3 separate regions of the Zea mays genome follow, and regions 1 and 2 are each linked to region 3. A link is a contact called in public Hi-C data. All regions are on one chromosome and are shown on one strand. Each heading gives the region's core, a stretch centred on a gene start, on an enhancer-like site or on the middle of the called end of the contact. The rest is flanking DNA. Distances are from core to core; before and after follow the strand shown. Region 1 holds the start of LOC100281257. Region 2 holds the start of LOC100384748. Region 3 holds the start of LOC100276450.

Region 1 (3,159 bases), core at 188-2,687, 290 kb before region 3:
CCATATATATATTGTTTGGTTGGAGGAAGGAAGGAACGCGTGCGGTTGGGAGGAAGCTGGAGGTACCTCCACATCTGCTTTCTGATGGTTCTTGAGCGTCTGCACAACGAAGGCCGCGGCTTCCTCGGGCGTCTTCGGAGGCGGCCGGGCTTTCTTCCATGCCACCAGCAGCTTCTTGTACCTTACATGAGCGCAGAGAGTTTTTTAGTTTTACAAACCCGACGAGATGCGGGTGCTCACCCCTCGTCGGTTGTCGTCATGATGAAAACCATAATTCCGCAGCCAACTAGTACCAGCTACCGCGGTGGTTTTCCCGACTAATTTAGCAGTTAAATGACGCAATTTACTTCAACGACAAATAAATCAGCTGGCGACATTATATCAAGTACGGGAACTCATTAGGTTTTTTTTGTTATCAAAAGTTCTTCGGTTGTAAAGAAAGGAAGACGTAGAGTAGTGCCCTAATCTTGTAGTGCTAGACTACTAGTAGCTGCTCACTGTGACTGTGATGGCAGTGACGGAGTCTAGAGTCTACTGCCATCTGTCCTTCGTTATCGCCATAAATATAAAGCTTTGTTTCCTTTTTATTTTACTAGGGTGTAGACAAATATGTTACCACACGCTGCACTGAATTTATCTCACTGTCTCGTTCTACTATGGCCACAAAATTCAGAAGCTAAAGTTAATTACCACCGCTATGTTTTTCCATTAATTTTTAAGATAAAGTCCTCTTCTGAGCTCCACTCATCAAAAGCCCTCGCAACCACGACAGTTCGGTCGGACCGGTGCAAGGGAAATCAAGCGGAGAGAAATTGCGTACCAATTCGCCTGCGCTTTCTTGGAGGAGACGACGTGCCGGCTCAGCTCGTCCGGAACCTAAAAAAACACAGCACAGCACAGCAGAGCAGAGCACCACCAGGCACCAGATGAGCAAAACCGACACCGCACCGCGGCAGCGCCAAACGCGCAATCGGGGAATTGAGCTCGCGCGGCTCACCTGCGAGGTGCTCTGGAAGCTGAGGACGTCGCGGCCGAGCGCGGCGACGGCGGGGTGCGCGCCGTGGAGCCCGTGCTCCGACGACGAGGGCGCGCACAGGCCGCATAGGAACCGGTAGATGCTGTTCCCCATGGCTCTACGGTCTACAGTAGTAGGCTCTAGCTAGCGTCCCCAGGCTCGGCCACCGGCGCGACGCGACACGGGGCGACGAAGGCGAGATCCCGGTGGACTGCTGCGGTGCTGGGCTGTGGGCTCCGTCTGCAGGGTAATCCGCCCCGGGATTTGAAAGCTGCGGCGGCGGTCCTGTCCGTATGCCTGCCTGCCTGCCCGTGCGTGTGGATCTGCGCCGCGGCCGTTTTGAAGTTGGGAGCGGGCAGGATGGAAATGGAATCGCAGGGGCGTGGAGAGCTCGCTTCACGAGGAGGAGAAAGTGAAGGGGGGGAAGGGATCGAACGAGAAAGCTGTTGCGGCTGACCTGTCGTCTGTCGAGCCAAGGGCTCGTAGCGCGATCCGCGACGTGGAGGCGCGCGGTTGGCTGGTGGTGCCGCGGGCGCCCGGGCCGGTGGGGTGGTGGGGCCGGACGACCAGGCGCGCGCCGGATTTGTTGCGGGTACGGGGCGTGGCGTGCTCACGTGTGCTCGTTGACGCTGATTGCCAAGCACGCCAACGTGTCCTGGCGTCGGGAATTGCCTGCTTGCTACGGTTTCAGAATGCTTTCTTTGGCATTTCGTAGCAGAAAACAGTGCGCCACCTGAGCGCGGTAGAGCGAATCATTGGCGGCCAATACTGAAATAGCTTCGCGACACGTTTCCACCTGTGCAGCTGCAGCTTGTAGTTGTAGGAGTTCCGTCTCGAATTCTCTCTGAAAAATATAAGATCGTCTCCAACAACATATCTAAAATAGTGCCCTATAAATAAAAAAAAGAGGTATCAATTGAAGCGGGGTCTAAAAATATTCTATGCTCTAATAGTAAAGTTCTTAATCAGTTAAGTAATTGAAATTCGTTTTTTTTCATACCCACAAAAACAAATTGGCACCCTCTATCTCTCGTTGGGAACCATTTTTTCGCTAACTGTTTGGCTCGTACTTCGTTTGCTTGATGCCTTGGTGCCGTCGTCGTTTGCAACGCTTTGGTATGTGCACTATGTTTTTTTATAAAACTTTATAAAATATGGCACTTTTGAAGTTACCTTTTTATGTTAGGCCCTATATTTAAAAATAAGACATCTATTTGAGGCGCTATTGAAGATGTTCTAAGTGCCACGCGAAGGGAAATTGTAAGGCTACGACCTCTTTGGACCAAATGCGTGCTAATAGCTTAATTGTCCAGGTTATATAATTTAATTTATTTTGAACTAACACTAAATTTAAAATAAGATGGAATATATAATCTAGGTAGATTATAATCGCAAACAAACAGACTCCAAGTTTAGTTCGGATTTTGGATATCAATTAGAACGACTAAATGTGCGCTAATTATAAAACTAATTATATAAGTCACAACAAATTCATAGGATGGATGAGTTAAATGTAACCATTTCATGATTAGCCTATTTTTGCTATAATAAAAATGTGTTAATTATGGATTAGTTAGGTTTAATAGATGTTGGGGACTTGTTCTCAAATGCTATGAATAAAAAACAAGGCAACATAAAATATTAAATATCAAAGCTCTTCGTCCTTCAAATCATTATTTCCCTTTGGATATAACGAATTTAGGACGAAGGTCATGAAGGACATACCTTCATGATCATGATAAAAGATGGAGAACATTCAAACAAAGTACATAAAGTAACATAATTTCTGTAAACATTATTATTAATCTATTTTCATTTGTATCACTTGTGTAAACAATGATAAATTACAAATGTATCTTCGGCTTGAAGGAAAGAGAATACAGGCGTGACACAAAAGTGAATGCCCAGTCAGCGTGAACAGTACGGGAGTACTGTTCATCTATTTATAGGCACGGGTCGCAGCCCATGTAAAATTACATCCAGGCCCTTTGCCTATGACAACAACTCTATAGTAATTTATCCGGGTCTAAATAGTCTTTTCCTTTTTAAGTCGGTTTTCTCTTTTCTGTCATCATGCCGAAGCTCCCTTGCGTACAACTTCGGCTCTGCTCCATCCTTCGTGTTGTTTCCGTGCTTCTTCACAC
Region 2 (3,268 bases), core at 108-2,607, 400 kb before region 3:
ACAATGTTGAAAAGCTATGAGTAGAAGAATTTTTATGAACAGGAAGCTTCAATGAAATAAAAAATTGGGATCGACAGATAACAGGGTGGTGGTAATTTAGTGCCACTGTTCGTTTTATCCATCTTTTCCAGTAGGGGCCCTGGCCCCTCCTGTTTCCTAAATCCCAAAAAAACAATTTAGCAAGACATCATTATCAACAGGCACATACTCAAGAAAGAGTAAAGGGATCCCAAGAAAAAAAATGAAAGATAATGATCATTTCCTTCCATACGCACTGTACAAATGACTCGTTAGACGTATACTTGCTATGAATTGTTCTACTATGTATCATCCTAATCATTATTTTTCCCTATGAGACTATGAACCTGGACAACATTGTTAAGTCACTTCTAAAAGGCCATGATTATTATTTGCAAATGAGAGGCTAGGATCATATGCTCTACCATGGCTAGTTGCTACTGCAGAAATTAAAAGGCCATGTTTTTCGCTCTTTGGAGGTGGTGGCTATGGAGATTTTTGCAAGGCATGGGTGGCGGTTTAATGCTAGAATTGCAATGTTTTAGTGATTTTCCGCCTACATCTTAGGGTTTCTTTTATGTCACTTCTAGTTCATTCAATGTTTCTGTGGACTGTTTTGTAAGGCCGTATACAAGCAACTGTAAAAAGCCGGAACAGAATTTTTTCCATTATCTAAAAAAAATCATCAACAGTCAGCCCAGAGTGGCTAATTGTGTCCAACTCAAACTCAACTACCTAAACAAGTCGCATGAGCTATCCTTACCAACTAAGCTGCTGTCATCGTCTAAATTGTCCAGGGCAACTTGCTGGGGCCTGCCTCAATCTAAGGTGAGCAACGGCTATATTATATGTGTGAACAAGGGCGAACCCAGTAAGGCGTGCCTACACTTGTAATTAGATCAGATCCGAATACATATAGCAAAATAGCTTATGTTAGGGTTCTGAGTCGCACAGCACGAAAGGATAAGCAGGTATACCTGGTGGTGCTCGTCGCTGGCAAACGACGCCCTGGAGAAGAAGGCTTGCGTAGGGTGCCCGCGTCGACGGTCGCCCTGCCGCACTTGCCGCACTTGACGGGCACACCACACTCGCACTGGCTGCTGGTCTTGCGGAGGGAGGAGGGGAGCCGCAGAGGTGAGAGGTCACAGGTCGGTGGAGGGCGCGGCGGGGCGGCGCGGCGCAGTGGACTGTGGGCAGAGGGAGGAGGGAGGAGGGCCGGCGGCGTACCTGTGCCGGTCGGCTGACTGTTGTGGGCAGCTGGCTGAGGAGGGCGGCCGTCTGGGAGAGCTCCACGCGCTGGCTCAGGAGAGGAGGCCTCCACGCGCGCTGGCTGTAAAAAGGTCCACTAATGACTAGAACGACTACGGAACGAGTAAAACGCCCACGCCCTAAGACCAACTCCAGCAAGACTCCGTATCCGACTCCGCATCCCCATTTTGCGCGGTCTGAGGCACTGTTGCGCGCTCCAGCAGACTCCGCATCCCTCTCCGCAAAATGGACGCCGTGTCCCTGCGCTCCCCATTTCCACACTTTCTCTCTCCTCTCCGCAACTCTCTGCGTGCGCGCGCGCCTGCTGGCGGGGCCCAGGTGTCATAGACTGCATGCGGAGTGGGATGGGGAGTGTTGCTGGAAACGGAGCCGGATACGGAGATGAGAGAGAATGTGTCGGCCGCGCGTTTTAGGGATACGGAGTCGCACACTGCTGGAGTTGGTCTAAGGCTGCCTGCAAAGCTGCCCCTCCGCATCCCCTCCCCTTCATGGCATCTGTAAAGGGTACTCTACGGCCGCAGCGCTGCCCCTACAACATCCTTTACGTGCCGGCTCCCTTGTCTCTCCCCCAGATTTAGCGTGTCATTGTTTATCCACTAAACACTGTATTGTGGGTCCACGAATAATTGTTAGTAGATAAAAAATTGATAGTTAATATAGAAAATGATATTTTATAGTTGTAATGGGGTATAGGAGAAGTATTTAGGGAGAATCGCTGCGGGAGATGAAAAAATAGAGGGAAAAGTGATATAGGGGAAAAAAATTAGGGGTAACAGTTGCAGATAGGCTAAAACGCGTTTAAGTTACTTTACTAGAACGTTAAGTTACTTTACTAAAACGTTCGCACGTTCTAGCGTCTAATCACGTTTTATCGCCTAAACAATATAACTTTAGATGATGTTTGGAAAATTTATTATGGCTTAGTATAGCATCAGTCATACCTAAATTTATAAAACATTTATATCTTCCATTATAGTCATATATGAAGATTTGGTGCAATGGATGAGCTTCTATACTTTTAGATGTAGGTCGTTGGTTTGATTCTTGTTTCTTACCGTTTTTTATTTTTTCAGCCATACCTATATTTCCTTTTGCGCTCCGCTAATTTAGATGCGGGCGGACGAAGTGGTGACAAATGCTCTTGGCGAGGGTGTCGTCAGGCAGAGGAGGGAGGAAGCGTCGCCATGCTTTTCTGCCGACGAAGGAAACAGAGGAGTCAACCGGAAAGACCTGAACGGACACGAGCGCGGTGGCAGACAGTGTTCGACGAAACACGCCAACCAGAGAGGAGAAGAAGCGACGGACCAGGACGGGGAAGGGGAGGGTTGCCGGCTGACCTTGGTTGGTGGCGGATAGAGTCATACCAGATGGCGCGGGCGAGCTGGTGATTGGTGCCCTGGAGGTGGCGATTCGGGGCGGCGGGGTGTCCTGAAACTGCTTTGTCGCAGTAGTACAAATTGTTGGGTGTTGGTAGCTCTGCTATCTGCTGATCTGCGGCAACATATCCCACACGATTTTTTGCAAGAGCTGAGAATTTCCTTTGCTAATTCGAAGCCTAGCCAAAACCCTAGAGACACAACCGTTGAACGGTCCAATGCTCGACTACAGCTTACGGCTCCTTTGCAATGCATACTTAGAGTGTTTGGTTTCAAAAACTAAAATTTAGTACGTGTCACATTAGATATTTGATTGTCTATTACGAATATTAAATATAGTTTATCTATAAAACTAATTATATAGTCGAAGACTAAACGATAAGGCACATTTAAGCCTAATTATTAATTAATGCATAATTAGAAAATATTTACTATAGCATCATATGGTTGAATCATAAACTAGTTAAATTTAATATATGTCTTATCATTTAATCTTTATTTGTGTAATTATTTTTATAATTAGTCTATATTTAATACTTCTAACTATCAAATATCCAATATGACAGCGACTAAAATTAAGTAGAGGGAACAAAGAGGACCTAGTT
Region 3 (3,063 bases), core at 287-2,786:
GGTATCGTGATCCAGCCGATCCTATGCAACAACTACACCAAGACCACACACTGATTCTGATCCTAAGCAACAACTACACCAAGACCACACACTGATTCCGATCCAGCCTCAACATTTATACAAGATAGAGTTGAGACTGCAGGGGTGTTACTCCTATTTAAGGTTAGGTTAGGGTTTTCCTGTATTTACCTAATTACCCCTATTGTAATGGCTTGGCCCACCTAACTCCTCTACCATATACTCCTAACCTTGAATTAGGGTTAGAATTTTACATATTCCAACTATCTCCACCATGTAATAAGAAACTTTTAAATATACTGAAACATAAGGCTGTTGAAATTGTGCAATTGTTATTGAGATCAATACATAGTACCTTGCGCTGGTTGACTTGTACATTTGTTGAGCTTCATAGAAATTTCCTCCATCAACCATACTCTCAAGCCTTTCAATTGTCTGAGACACATAACTCATAATTATGAATTGGTTGAGTAAAATTCTACAGGACTTGTGCCTAATACAACTTAATGCTGCCAAGGAAGCAGAAGCTCGCATAACAGCTAATGCTCAAAGGGTGAAGTGAAATACTTTAGAACAGATTGGGCAAGGTTTTGTTGCTAAATCCATTCACTTTCCAACCTAGGGCTCATTAGACGAAACACACAAGCCACCTGGTGGTAGGGCAAGCACTCGTCATATTTTTACATCATTGAATAGTTTTTTTTTTCAAAATGCTTCTACCCTCTTAATGGATAATGACTGCTATCATTGAATTATCTTTCAGAATGATTGTACCCTCTTTATGCATAATGACTGTTTTCTGTGGCTATAAAAAATTCACAAGAAAAAACCGGAAAAATATTAAAGGCACTTTCAGAGTTTATAGTGGAAATTGTATATAAGAACTGTGGTTTCGTTCGAGTAAATGGCGCCAAGCTTGGGGAAGAGAAATCATGAATTATGGTTGTTAGGTTGCTATGATATGGTAACTCTGGTGGTAAAAGCATCAACGTTAGGATCTTCTTATTATGCAGGACTACTCGTTGCTTTCTTTTTAAATGGAAACGAGAAAAAGTGTACAGTAACCCTTGTGCAGACGACCGGGCAAAACTCAACAACCCATTATTGAATATATGTCCTCTCGAACGCTTGCCGGCGTCGCCATGCATTGGAGGTCTTCAGCAACCCTAGTTCCAACAAATTGGCCATGAGAGGCGATGCCCGGGGACGCAGACGTTGGTTCCCCGAGATCCAACTCGCCCATCGCTCGCCCGCCCGAGAGGCACAGACGCTCCCACTAATGCGGGCGCGCTCACCTCACCCGCGAGACCCGAGGGAGGGAAGTGGTGAACGGGTAGAGGGGATCCCTCACCTTCCCGGGAGGAGGTAGGTCGCGGCGCGACCTCATGCTACCTCTCATGCTCAAAGACCGCGACATGACTCCCCGACGGTCTAGCCCCGGCGTCGGCGCCGGCGTAGGCAGAGGAGAGAGGGCAGCGGTGATGGGTGATCGGAGTCGCAGCGTCAGTTAAGGAATCGCCTCTTGACGGGCGGTGATCGTGCTTGCGCGAATCTTAAAGCGATCGTCAGGGTCTGTTTGGAAGTGGGCGGCCAGATCTAGGGCTTTAAAAAAACTCGTGGTTCGGCTCGCTCGACTCATTCCCGTATCGTTGAAAATGAGTGACGAGCTGACCTAACAACTTAACTCAGTTCTTAACAGGTCAAACTCGAGCTGGCTCATGAGTTACTCCTGAGCCAAATAAATTGTACACAAGCCCACACCGTTGATCGGCCCACTCCTTAGTCCGGCCATATCATAGCAACCTAACGTTGATGCTTTTACCACCAGAGTTACAATCTTAAAGCGATCCCCACTCCTTAGTCCGGCCATGCACCGTTGATCGGCCCAACCCCATATCGAGCAGTCCACAAGCCCACAACTCACACAACACATAAGACACGACCCCTGGCCTTTGTAGCATGGGGCTCGGTGCTGCTTGTCGTGTTGCGCCCTGCCAACGGTCTGTACACGCAGGCCTAGTCCGATAGGTCATGAGTGCGCTGCAGAGCGGGGGTGCATGGGCCATAAATGTTCCGCAATCCGAGGGGTTTGCAGGACATGAGTGGGAGGCTGAAAGAGAAATGTGCCTTTGGTCAATTTCTATTATGTTTTGGTGATTAATTGTTCAACACATTTAAATAAGCTCTCATGTGCTAAATAAATAGAGAAGTGATAATTGAAAGTCGCCTAGAGGGGGGTGAATAGACGGAATCTGAAAATTATAAACTTAAGCACAACTACAAGCCGAAGTTAGCGTTAGAATTATAAACGAGTCCGAAAGAGAGGGTGAAAACAAATCACAAACAAATGAAGAATGTGACGTGATGATTTGTTTTACCGAGGTTCGGTTCTTACAAACCTACTCCCCGTTTATGTGGTTACAAAGACCAGGTCTTTTTCAACTCTTTCCCTCTCTCAAACGGTCACATAGACCGAATGAGCTTCTCTTCTCAATCAATCGGGACACAGTGTAACACCCCAGGTGTTACTCAGGGTGTCCACCCCCAGGGTTACTGAAAGGGAAATGTGCCCTTGGGCCATTTCTAAGTATTTTGGTGATTGAGTGCAAACACAAGTGTTTAAATGTGAACTTATGCACATGGTTGAACAAAGTGCAAATCACAAGTAAAGGTATGTTTCTAAGTCTTAGTACATTGGTTTTGTGTACTAATATATTTGTCTAAGTGTTAGAAACAGAGAGAAGAAGAAAAGGAGAATATTGGCTGTGTACAGCCAACAGGCTGTTTCGGTCTGGGGCACCGGACTGTCCGGTGGTGCACCGGACAGTGTCCGGTGCGCCAGGCTGCCTCGACCTGAAGACGCCGCTCTCGGGAATTTGCCGACGGCGTACGGCTAAAATTCACCGGACTGTCCGGTGTGCACCGGACTGTCCGGTGAGCCAACGGTCGGCCGAGCCAACGGTCGGCCGCGTAATCTGCGCGCGACACGTGGTCTGGCCAACGGTCGGAAGGAGGCACCGGACTGTCCGGTGCGCCAGATCTGCA

The links. A called contact is a pair of places that touch in the nucleus more often than the background predicts.
Region 1: a Hi-C map of leaf shows a contact between it and region 3, with 9 times the contacts expected there. The contact joins the promoter of LOC100281257 here to the promoter of LOC100276450 in region 3. A contact is called at or near these places in 6 of 25 Hi-C or Micro-C datasets (ear, endosperm, leaf and 2 more).
Region 2: a Hi-C map of leaf shows a contact between it and region 3, with 7 times the contacts expected there. The contact joins the promoter of LOC100384748 here to the promoter of LOC100276450 in region 3. A contact is called at or near these places in 2 of 25 Hi-C or Micro-C datasets (ear and leaf).

What each region holds. Positions count from the first base shown.
Region 1 is chr3:13,849,365-13,852,523 of Zm-B73-REFERENCE-NAM-5.0, forward strand. It overlaps LOC100281257, which reads right to left and starts at 1,438. Exons shown (of 9, transcript NM_001367883.1): 1 at 998-1,438; 2 at 821-876; 3 at 67-181. The coding sequence starts at 1,129.
Region 2 is chr3:13,737,369-13,740,636 of Zm-B73-REFERENCE-NAM-5.0, forward strand. It overlaps LOC100384748, which reads right to left and starts at 1,358. Exons shown (of 14, transcript NM_001363314.1): 1 at 1,246-1,358; 2 at 996-1,123.
Region 3 is chr3:14,140,811-14,143,873 of Zm-B73-REFERENCE-NAM-5.0, forward strand. LOC100276450 reads right to left here and starts at 1,537. Exons shown (of 12, transcript NM_001150238.2): 1 at 1,370-1,537; 2 at 374-453. The coding sequence starts at 1,435.